3 separate regions of the Sus scrofa genome follow, and regions 2 and 3 are each linked to region 1. Evidence: chromatin contacts called from public Hi-C and promoter capture Hi-C data. All regions are on one chromosome and are shown on one strand. Each heading gives the region's core, a stretch centred on a gene start, on an enhancer-like site or on the middle of the called end of the contact. The rest is flanking DNA. Distances are from core to core; before and after follow the strand shown. Region 1 holds the start of FKRP (fukutin-related protein). Region 2 holds the start of PTGIR (prostacyclin receptor). Region 3 holds the start of AP2S1 (adaptor related protein complex 2 sigma 1 subunit).

Region 1 (3,709 bases), core at 394-2,893:
CCTAGGGTGCAGGCTGACGGAACTCCAAGGGGGTGGTTCCAGCCCAGCTCAGCTGCACTGCTGAAGGAAGATGAACCAGAAAACCCCAAATCAACCAACTTCACACAACAGGGCACAATTTCATCTTATGAAATCTCATAAGCTCAGGCAGGCATCACCTACCTGAAGCATCTTAGCAGTGAAAGGAAGGCTGTCATAGCAACCTATACCCATCCCTTCTTTCGTGAATGTGTCCAGAAAGGTAGGGGTAGAAGTGATAGAAGGTGTTACCATGACAACCCCTTCCCTAGACACATTACATTCTGAGAGACAATCCTAAAATGTCTTCTACCTTGGTGGGCCTGGTTCTAGGGTCATTGGAAGGCAGAGTGCCCCCATTACCATAGTACCCAGGACTTGGCTCTGCCAGTTTCTCACCTCCCTAGGGATAGCCCGCATCTTGTAACCATAACAACTACTCCTCAGCAGAGCATCTCCTCCTCTAAATAAAAACACCTGGCTGGTCCAAGGCCCTCCCACCATGGGAAAGGGGGAGATGGTTACCATGGTAATGCCAACCAGGAGGCTGGGGAGAGGGGCTGGGAAAGAGATGTTTCCCTCAGCAGTGTCCTTGGGGCCAGGCTCCTTTCTACCTGAGCGCTAGGTGAGGTTGCCATAGTAACCAAGGAGGGTAGGGGCCGAAGGACCACCGGGGACTTGGGTGACCTTAGCAACCTCCTATAGGTAGGTGCAGGGCCAGGAGAGGTGGAGCTCCAGGACCATAAAGGTGGAGGGGAAGGGAGGCTAAGGGTGTCCCCGACTGAGGAAGAGTTACCATGACAACCGCCCCGGGCCAGGAATCAGGATGGGGCCATCGGTGAAACCACCCCTGGTGGTCGCCCTTTCTCTCAAAGAGGGACGGTGATCTAGGAGAGTGGTGTTTGGGTCTGGAGAGGGCTAGAATCTTTCTTTGGGGTGAAGCCGGAGGAGGGGTACAGGAAGCGGCCCCTCCCAAAGTCCTGCGCTTCCTAAGGGGTCTGGGTCGCGTTTGCCCTCCTCCAGGCGCGCGCCCCTCCTCGCCCCTCCATGCGCGCGCCTTGGGGGTCGACCCGGGTGGGCGAGGCGCGCGCCCGACATCGTTCCCGGCACCGGCCCCCCCGGCCCCCGCCGAGCGCGCGCTCGAGGGCTGGCGCGGCCGCGCAGGCGCGCGAAGCACAGCGGGCGCGCGGGCCGGCCCCGGGGCCTCCATGATGGAGGAGCGAGCGGCCGCCGCTGCCGCCGCCGCCGCTTCCTCCAGCCGCCCACTCGGCTCCGGCGCGGGCCCGGGCCCGACGGGGGCGGCTCCGGTCTCTGCCCCCGCCCCCGGGCCCGGCCCGGCTGCCAAGGGAGGCGGCGGCGGAGGCAGCCCCGGCCCCACGGCGGGGCCGGAGCCCCTGAGCCTGCCGGGGATCCTACACTTTATCCAGCACGAGTGGGCGCGCTTCGAAGCGGAGAAGGCCCGCTGGGAGGCGGAGCGCGCCGAGTTACAGGTGAGCGCCGCGCCGAGTTACAGGTGAGCGCCGCCCAGGGACCCTCGACCCCCCCGCCCGGCCCGGCCCGGCCCGGCCTCACCCGCCGCTGCCGCCGCCGCCATCTTGGAGCAATGGCCGCCGGGACTGCCGGGGGGGGGCGGGAGGGGACCGCGACCGGCCCGCAGACGGAGTGAGGGGCCGTCCGAGGGGGGTCCTGAGGGCTCCTGGGCGGCTGGAGACGGGAGGGGGGCCCAGGGGCTGGAGGGCCCGACCGGGGCAGCCAAGAGAAAGGGCGCAGGGGACCAGAACCGGCTGGGAGTGGGAGTGGGGGTGAACGGACTGGCCGAAGGGTCCCTGAGAGAGTGGCCTCGGGGACCCGAGCGGACCCCAAGAGAACTCGGCCAAGGGTGATGAGAGGGCATGGAGGGGTCTTGTACGGGAGTGAGCAAAGAACATGCAGGGTGCTGAGGGAGTCACACTCCGTCCCCGTTGGAGGTGGAGCCCGGCGGGCCCCGGGTGGGAAGAGGGGACGTTGGGGGGACTTGGGACTCGCCGGAGTCGAGAGCAGGTCGGGGCTGGGCTCCCTTGTGAGTAGGGAGAGGAAGTCAGGGAGCTCAGGACGGGTTTGTTTCGGAGTGTTAGGACGGCGGGGACTGAAAGATGGCTCTGCCGGGACTCCGGGGAGGAGAGCGAGGTCTCGGGGGTGTCAGATGAAGGTGTGTGCCCCTTCCCTCTGAGGAGGAAACTTTGTGGAGCCTTGGCAGTGCGTCGCTACCGCCTCCCGGGAAGGGATCCCGGGGGTGGAATCATGGAGGGGGCCAGGACGTGCCCCAGGAGCCTGTGCTGGAAGAGCTTGAGAGCCGAGAAACTCTTCGGGGATGTGGGAGATGGGGGGACTCCCGCCCAGAGATGGGAGGTGTGGAAGATGTCAGGTGCAGAGCCCCGACCTGGAATGAGAGGAGGTCGGCCGTGTCCAGCGGTGGAGCTGGGGCGTGGGGTGAAGACACGAGGAATTGGCCGAATCTGGGGGTGGCGGGGAGCATTTTGTAGAGCAGGAAGGCAGCCAGAGGAAGAATCTCACAAAGATCCTGGGGTGGGGGGTAGTGTTTGTGGAAGTTTCTGGGAAAGGACTCTGGTTTGTGGAGTAGCTTGAGGGAGGGCTGTACCCCTGGGATGATGTTTGGAAGGCGCCGAGGAGCTGGGCTGGGTTTTGTGACCTTGAGAGATGTGGGTCCGTTTGCTGGGTGTCCCTAGGAGCCTGGGTATCAGAATTGTGAGGATTTTAAGGGTTCTAAGGATGTGCTGCCAGGAGTCTGAGGGGTCCTGGTCTGTGGTGTTATCAGCAGAAGTCAGCGCCTGCTTCTAGCATCTTTCCCCCTCTGATTTGCTGTTTCCTGTCTAGGAGAGGTGGGGACTGAAAGAAACACCTGGTTAGAATTTTGTCCATGGGATGAATAGAGAGAGCATCCCGCAATTCTCCCACCCCTGTAGGGATCCTGGCTCTGTGGTAGCTGAGGCTTGGTGCTGGGGGGGTTGGGTGGGAGAGAAATCCTTATGCAAGTACCCCTTGTTTTTGTGTTCCATCTCTCCTTCCAGAGCTCTTTCCCAGAGTACGTCTTTTTAGATCTTCTTAGTACCCCTTCATGTAGGCAGGGCCAGTGTCCTTGCCCTCGCTCAGCAGCTGCTATCGCAGCTGCTGTTTATTGAGCACATACTATGTGCCAGGCATTGTGTCAGGCACTTTAAATAAATCCTTGCAACCTTCTGGGAGGGTAAGTGATATTCCCCCCCTTCCCTCCCCTTTAAAGAAATCAAGCAGAAGAGGAAGTGGAGGCTTTGAGCAGGTCAGTGATTTATCTAGACTCATAGCCTGTGGGTGGCAGAGGTGGTCTGTGGGCTTTCGAGCCCATGCGTTATACTTCTCTGATGCCCAGGACAGAGGAGAAGCCTGTTCCAGGAAGTTCTGGCCTCTGCGGGAACGTCCAAGCAGTCACAGCAGACCTGGGGTTAAATCTTGGTGCTTGGTGTCTGGGACTTCACACCTGTGCAGCCTGCAGCACCCCCCAACCCACCTCCTCATCTTTGAGACAAACAAGAGAAAAGATGTGTCTGTTCCCCTCCTTAGTGGTCTTCTTGGGCTTTGGGAGAAAGTTGTGGATAGCACCCGCTTAGACGCTCCTTTGTCTAGCCTCCGGCGCCACTCACTTTGTTTTCTTTTG
Region 2 (3,709 bases), core at 883-3,382, 100 kb after region 1:
CCTCTCCCGCTCGTGCTGGAGCCCCAAACTGATGCCACGGTTGCCAGGGCACAAGTGGGGAAACTGAGGCCTGAAGGGTGGCACGTGTGAGGTGTTACTAGATGGGAGCAGCGTGGACTTGCTGAATGTTCCACAGCGCCTGGTGGGGCAGGGAGCCAGTGGGAGGGAGGCTCCGGGAAGCAGCGAAGCAGAGCTCCCCCTCACCCCAGCCCTGCAACTCCCCTGATGCTGAGACAGGACGCAAGCCTGCCAGGCATCATCCTTTATTAATATCATAGAACTTCCTGAGTTCCCTCTGGTCTGCCGGAGATCACAGAGTGTGTGGGGGGGAATCATGTGGCCTGGCGCGTGCAAACACACACACACTCACACACACACACAGAGGCACCCTCAGAGCAGGGCTAAGTGGTCGGAGCCCCTGGGGTGGCTGGAGCTGGGCTATCATCCACCAGGGCGGAAGCTGAGGATGCCAGCTGGGCATGGGTGATTGGGAGGTGGGGGAGGTGGGGGGGAGGGGATCGTGATCATGGGGAGTGGGGGAAAGGGAAAGCCTATGGCTGCCCAGTGTCCAGCCCTGGGGTGAGGAACATCCTTCCTGGCCTTGGATGTGACACAATTATCTACACAGGCCCACTCCTTGTTACAAAGAGGGGTCTGGGATGGGCCCCTGGCCATGGTCAGCCACCAGGCTTATGAAGCCGGTGTTACCCCATTGCACGGATGAGGAAACTGAGGTCCACGGGCTTCCCGTCCTGGCCGGGGACCATCAGAGAGCAGGCAGGTAGTGAAACTGGCGTGAGATCTTGAATGCGTACTCTCTGCGCTTAAACTGCCTCCCTGAAAAATCAGGGGTGTCTGAGAGGGTCCTTGAGCTCCCACCTGGCCCTCATGGGCGGGGAGGCTGCAGGGGAAGCCATGAGGTTCAGTGGCAACAGTGATGGTGATCACTGTGCTGGCAGGGGGACACCCAGGCTGACTACACTGGCTGGAGGGTGGTGGCTGTGCGGCTGGCCATGTGTTTGGGGTGGGGTGGGAGAAATGGAGGAACAGCGGAGTTGGAGCCCTGGACGGCTGTCTGTGGCTAAAATATTCCTTGAAGTCAAGGTCACCAGAGCTTGGCCTGGGGCCTGGGAGTGCTGGGGTGAGAGGTGGGGGGTGTGTCCCCCTTTGATGCCTGAGAGCAGTGGAAATCCTGGGGCAGACCTGTCCCTTATCAGTGGATGACAAGTCCGGCGCCCCCCAAGGCTCTGTGGGGTGGCTGAGTGTGCAAGCTGGGAGCCCCAGGACGGACTCCAGGGACTGGCATTTTGTTCTCTGGGCCACCTCTTCCCCCTGCCTCGTGGAAGGAGTGAAGTCTATCCAGGGAACAGAAATCCCAGTGGTGCCTGGAAAACACTGCATCAGAGAGGAATTTCCCGGTCATGTCTCAATCCCTGGCCGTGTCCTAACCCCAGAGCCTGAGCCCAGAATAGATGCCAGAGGCCACACCAGACAGCCTTGAGGACTTGTCGGCTGTGGCCCTCAGGTCCTGTCCCCACTGGGTGTGATGACTCAGGTGATCCCTAACCCAGGTCCACTGAGCGATGCTGGGAAGGGACAGGGTGGCAGAGACCTGAGTGTGGGGAGACGGCAGGTGGCTCAGTGATGTGGGCCGGGGGAGAGGACACAGGGAGGAGAGGCAGAGGCCTGTCCTGGGCAGGGGGGGATGGAGGGAGCCGCCAGGGAAAGGCGGGAGGGAGCCCAGGGGCCGCTGGAGAAAGCAGGGGAGGGGAGGCGGGGCAGAGAGAGGAAATGAAAAAGCCGGGGTGAGCGAGCAAGCCGGGGAGGGAGGGAGGAGAGAGGGAAGGAGGGAGAAGTTGACACTCGGCGTTGGACCCAGCGAGAGACACCCAGGAGAAGCAGCAAGGGGACAGAGGAGGGACTGGGAGGCTGCAGAGGTGCGGTGGGGAGGGGCTGGGAGAGGTCAAAGCCGAGACCGGGAGCGAGAGCTGTCCAGGGACCAGGAAGGAGACAGAGACGGAGCGACAGCAAGAGACGGAGACGGAGAAAGAACGCGCTAGGGGCTTGGCGAGGAGAGGACTGGACCTGGAGACCGAGGCAGAAGGAAAGAAAGAGGGGAGAGAAATAGACAGAAATTGACGCCCAGCAGGACCTGCCGCGGGTCGACGGGGACCTGAGCCCACTCCCTCCAGCTGCAGCGGGGACCACAGGGAGCGCCGGCGGGGTTGGGCGTCGCAGGGGCGGACCCGGCCTCCCCCTCCCACCCCATCTCCCACCCCCGGGGACCCCTCCAGCCCGGCGGTCGCCCGCGGCGAGGCGGGGGATGGCCGATTCTTGCCGGAACCTCACGTACGTGCGGGACTCGGTGGGCCCGGCCACCAGCACCCTGATGTTCGTGGCGGGCGTGGTGGGCAACGGGCTGGCCCTGGGCATCCTGGGGGCGCGGCGGCGGTCACGGCCCTCGGCCTTCGCCGTCCTGGTCACCGGGCTGGCCGTCACCGACCTGCTGGGCACGTGCTTCCTGAGCCCCGCCGTGTTCGCGGCCTACGCCCGCAACAGCTCGCTGCTGGGCCTGGCCCGGGGCCGCCCGGCGCTGTGCGACGCCTTCGCCTTCGCCATGACCTTCTTCGGGCTGGCCTCCACGCTCATCCTCTTCGCGATGGCCGTGGAGCGCTGCCTGGCGCTCAGCCACCCCTACCTCTACGCCCAGCTGGACGGGCCGCGTCGCGCCCGCCTGGCGCTGCCTGCCATCTACGCCTTCTGCACGGCCTTCTGCGCGCTGCCCCTGCTGGGCCTGGGCCAACACCAGCAGTACTGCCCGGGCAGCTGGTGCTTCATCCGTCTGCGCTCGGCCGAGCTGGGTGGCTGCGCCTTCTCGCTGGCCTACGCCAGCCTCATGGCCCTGCTGGTGGCCGCCATCGTCCTCTGCAACGGCTCAGTCACCCTCAGCCTCTGCCGCATGTACCGACAGCAGAGACGCCACCAGGGCTCGCTGGTCCCCAGCCCCCGGGCAGGTGAGGACGAGGTGGACCACCTGATCCTGCTGGCCCTCATGACTGGCATCATGACTGTGTGCTCCCTGCCCCTCATGGTGAGTGCCCCTGCGGCGGGGGGGGGGGGGGGGGGGGAGGAGGGCAGCAGCCGGCTTTAGCCTCCAGGGGCTGAGCCCATTTCATGGATCTGGAGACTGAGCCTCAGAGAGGTCAGAGGCTGTGGCCACGGTCAAGCAACTCCCCACTCCCAGGAGAAGTCTTTCCCCATTTGCTTCTGCCCCATTTCACTCCTCCTGACCCTGTCGCCCCTTCTCCATCTCTAGCCCCCACCCCTGCCAATTTCACCCCCAGGAGCCTTCCCCTGCCCCTGCCTGATAATAAGACCCGCCAGGCATTGAGTGCTTGCTCTCTGTACACCCTCTGCTCAGGGTTTAGAAATCCTTTCTCAGATAATCTCCAAAATGATCTTCATCACATTTTCCACAAGCACTTAGCAAGAAGTGGGATGACGTCCTTGTCCCTGCCCTGTCACCGTTTTCACAGATGAAGGGTGATAAGGTCTCTTGCCCACGACCACACAGAGGCAGGTCTGGACCCTGGGCTCCTCTGATTTCTGAGTCAGCTCTCCCGGCTGCCACACTCCCCACTTCCCCATGCCAGCCCCACCCAAATCTCTGCCCTTAGCATCTCCTAGCCTCGCCACTTTCCGGCAGGAA
Region 3 (3,709 bases), core at 361-2,860, 76 kb before region 1:
TCTTTCTCTTTTTTTTCTTTCTTTTTCTTTTTTTTTTTTTTGGGAGGGGGGGCTGCACCCAAGGCATGAGGGATCCAACCTGAGCCACAGCAGCAACCAGGTCCTCAATCACTAGGCCACAAGGGAACTCCCCAGCTGATATCCTTTTTTTTTTTTTTTTTTGTATTTTCTAGGGCCGCACCCGCGGCATATGGAGGATCCCAGGCTAGGGGTTGAATCAGAGCTGCAGCTTCTGGCCTACACCACAGCCACAGCAACACCAGATCCGAGCCTCGTCTGCCACCTACACCACAGCTCATGGCAGGATCCTTAATCCACTGAACGAGGCTAGGGATCAAACCTGCGTCCTCATGGATACTAGTTGGGTTTGTTACCTCTGAACCACGACGGAACTCCTAATTTACCTTGCTTTCTTAGAGCAAGTCTCCCCTCAGTATCCATCCCTTTACTGAATGCTTACTATGTGCCACCATGTTCTAGGGGATGTAGATTGTTAACAGGTTCCCTGCCCTCAACGGAGGCAACACACACACAGAGACACACACCCCAAATAAAATCATTAACAGCTGTAAAAAGGCTTTAAAGAAATCTAACTGCTGACCTAGAGAATGTGGGGGGTCGAAGAGGGGAACTTCGTATGTTGGGTTCCCCCATATAGGACTGCGGAGGTGATGTTTAAGCCAAAGGAAGAAAAGAGGTCAGCGATCAAAGAAATGGGGGAAGGCAATTCCCATTGTGGCTCAGTGGTAAGGAACCTGACTAGTATCCATGAGGATGTGGGTTCAGTCCCTGGCCTTTCTCAGTGGGTTAAGGATCTGGAGTGGCTGTGAGCTGTGGTATAGGTTGCAGATGTGACTGAGATCCTATGTTGCTGTGGCTCTGACACAGGCAGCAGCTGCAGCTACTATTCAACCCTTAGCCTGGAAACTTCCACACACGGAGGGTGTGGCCCTAACAAACAAACAAACACATAACACATACTATATGTCCAGCACTGGGCTAAGTACTTTGGAAACTTACGGATGCTTTAAAACAACTCTACTGAGGTGACCCCTTGATCAACCGTCTTTTACAGTTAAAGAAGTTGAGTTAAGAGGTGAAGTTGCTGGCCCAGAGTCACACAGCTAGGAAATAAAGGCACGATTTGCATACAGTTCTGGCTTCCAAATTCATGCGCTTAAGCCACTGTCCCACATAAGTCGCTTAACATATTCTAAACAAAGTACTGGGTGACCATGCTCCCCCAACGTAGTTTCTTATTGATTGATTTTTAATTTATTTGTTTGTTATTAAAATACAATTAATTTACAGTGTTCTGCTAAAACAGCTATTCCCAGTACGTCCTTCTTGCCTTGTTGGGGGGGCGGTGGGAGGGAGAAGGAAGGCTGTCCGAACTACATTTCCTAGAGTGCAACCCTTGCCTTGCTGGCTGTCCAGCATTTCGGGAATTGTAGTCCTGCCAGGAGACATTCACCCACGGCTCCCAGAATGCATTTGGAGACCGAACCTTGCGCGAGGAAAAGGATAGTCGCGTAGCATGCTGGGACGCGGGACAGGCCCATTTCTCTGGCGTGCCGCTCAGACGAACGACCCCATTTCTTCGGACTACAATTCCCAGCCGGCTGTGCGCGAGAGAGGGCGGGCGAGTTCTTCTGCCGGAAGTCCGCTCTAGCCCCGGGTGCCCCAACAGCCGCCAAAGCCCGAGCCTCCCAGAAGCCGTGGGACCGGGGCCTCCCAGAAGCTGGGGTCGGACGGGGGTCGCCATGGTAACGGGGGCGCGCCCATACTGGGGATGGGCAGAGGGTGGGTCCATGTGCAGGTACTCGAGGCGCGGTGGGATACTGACAAGCCCCCCCGGCCGCGGTGCAATGGTCTGGGCCAGGCGGGGGCTCTCGAGATTGGGGCCGACCAAAGGCCGGGGAAGGGGACTGGGCGGCGGTTCTGGACGCCAGAGTGTAACGGGGCTCTCAAGGCTAGGGGGCTTTGGAGACCGGATGACAAGAGGAGGGGTCTGTGCGGGAGGGGACATTGGAGGTGGCTGAAGGGTTTTGAAACTGGCAGGCAACTCACGAAGAAGGATCTCCGAGGTGGGGAGAAGGAATTGGAGGTGGCGAGGGGGCATCCCAAGAAGAGAGCTCTCTGGGAGTGTGACCGGATAGTTGGAGAAGGATGGAAGACCTTCGGCTGGGAGAGACGGGGGTCTCTAGAGGCAGGAAGCTGACACTGCAGACGGAGAGGGGGTGTTGGAACTGGGCGGGATACTGCTGATGAAGGAGACAGAATTTCAAGAGGAAGAGACTGGACACTGGAAACGGGAAGTAGGCAACTGTAGGGAATGGGGCTTTAGAGTTAGGGAAAGCGTGCTAGAAAAGGGAGAAGGCTTGGCGTAGGGAGTGGATACTAGAGATGTGTGGGGAGCAGTGGAAGAGGTCACGGAGGGTAGGTAATAGGCACAGGAGTGCGAGAGATGGGGATGAGGCTTTGGGGGCAAGGACAAGCCACTGGATTTGGTACCCCTCCCCAGAGATGGGGAGACCTGACAGAGGGCATTGAAACCGAGAAAGAGGAAGTCGAAAGGGGACAGCTCTAGGGTAAGGGCTTGGAGACAGTAGGTTGGGGGACATAGAGCGGGGACATCCGAGGGTTGAGGGTGCAGGAGGGAAAGGGCTTCTGAGGGTGGATTCCCTGAAGTGGGGAGACTCTAATTGGGAGGAGAAACAGGAAGAGGTGCATGAGGGAACTGGGGGGGGGGTCAGAGGCAGAGCTCTCCCTCAGCTTTTCAGGCTTGCTTTTATCTCTGCCCTCAGTGTGCCCCATATTTCTCTGGCTCTGCCCCAGGCAGTGGCTGCCTGGTGTGGGTACCCCCACCTCCACCCCGTGCCCTCTCCCTGTCTCCCAGGACCCCTGCCTTGCTAGGAAGTGGTTTTCCCTGGCTCAGCAGACAGTGTTCTTGAAAGGAGACCATAATATCCTGTTCCCATCCAGCTTGATTGGTTGGGGAAGGAGGAATGGTGTGTGGAGAATGAGGCTTAGGGAAGAGAATGGACTCTATGAGAGGGTGGAGGCTGCCACACACACGTCAGGGGAAGTGGGTTCAAAGCAAAGCCCTTGGATTCCCAGCTCTGCTTTCTGGCTGTGAGACGTCCTTTCTCTGAGCCTCAGTTTCTTCATCTATCAAATGGGCACAAGAGTGCCCATCTCAAACAGAACGGGGCCCAAAGGCAGGCTTCCTAGCAGGATGAAACTTGGGCCATGGTCTTCTCAAAGTCAAATGATAATCAATTATAATATTACTAAGAACTAATATTGGGGAGTTCCCTTGTGGCACAGTGGGTTAAGGATCTGGTGTGATTACTGCAGCGGCTTGGGTTGCCTCCATGGCGAGGGTTCAAGTCCTTCGTTCAGGAGCTTCCACAGGCTGTGGTCTTGGCCAAAAAACCAACAACCTAATATTTGTATATCACTTCATGTGCACTCATCACGGTACTATAAGTCTTTTTTTTTGTTGTTGTTGTTGTTGTTGTTGTTGCTATTTCTTGGGCCGCTCCCACGGCATATGGAGGTTCCCAGGCTAGGGGTCCAATCGGAGCTGTAGCTGCCGGTCTACACCAGAGCCACAGCAACGTGGGATCCGAGCCGCGTCTGCAACCTACACCACAGCTCACGGCAACGCCGGATCGTTAACCCACTGAGCAAGGGCAGGGACCGA

What was found. Promoter capture Hi-C pulls out the DNA fragments that hold promoters and counts their contacts. A called contact is a pair of places that touch in the nucleus more often than the background predicts.
Region 2: a promoter capture Hi-C map of fetal skeletal muscle shows a contact between it and region 1, with 4 times the contacts expected there. The contact joins the promoter of PTGIR here to the promoter of FKRP in region 1. A contact is called at or near these places in 4 of 5 promoter capture datasets (fetal liver, fetal skeletal muscle, liver and 1 more), 19 of 47 Hi-C or Micro-C datasets (alveolar macrophages, blood, embryonic fibroblasts and 10 more) and 1 of 2 datasets of contacts at active chromatin or transcription factors (skeletal muscle).
Region 3: a Hi-C map of fetal liver shows a contact between it and region 1, with 2.1 times the contacts expected there. The contact joins the promoter of AP2S1 here to the promoter of FKRP in region 1. A contact is called at or near these places in 2 of 5 promoter capture datasets (fetal liver and liver), 22 of 47 Hi-C or Micro-C datasets (alveolar macrophages, blood, brain and 9 more) and 2 of 2 datasets of contacts at active chromatin or transcription factors (alveolar macrophages and skeletal muscle).

What each region holds. Positions count from the first base shown.
Region 1 is chr6:52,625,400-52,629,108 of Sscrofa11.1, reverse strand. It overlaps FKRP (fukutin-related protein), which reads right to left and starts at 1,643. Exons shown (of 2, transcript XM_021094618.1): 1 at 1,591-1,643; 2 at 1-60. STRN4 (striatin-4) reads left to right here and starts at 1,199. Exons shown (of 17, transcript XM_021094615.1): 1 at 1,199-1,508. The coding sequence starts at 1,227.
Region 2 is chr6:52,525,761-52,529,469 of Sscrofa11.1, reverse strand. PTGIR (prostacyclin receptor) reads left to right here and starts at 2,132. Exons shown (of 2, transcript XM_003355952.4): 1 at 2,132-3,091. The coding sequence starts at 2,324.
Region 3 is chr6:52,701,099-52,704,807 of Sscrofa11.1, reverse strand. AP2S1 (adaptor related protein complex 2 sigma 1 subunit) reads left to right here and starts at 1,610. Exons shown (of 4, transcript NM_001244453.1): 1 at 1,610-1,766. The coding sequence starts at 1,764.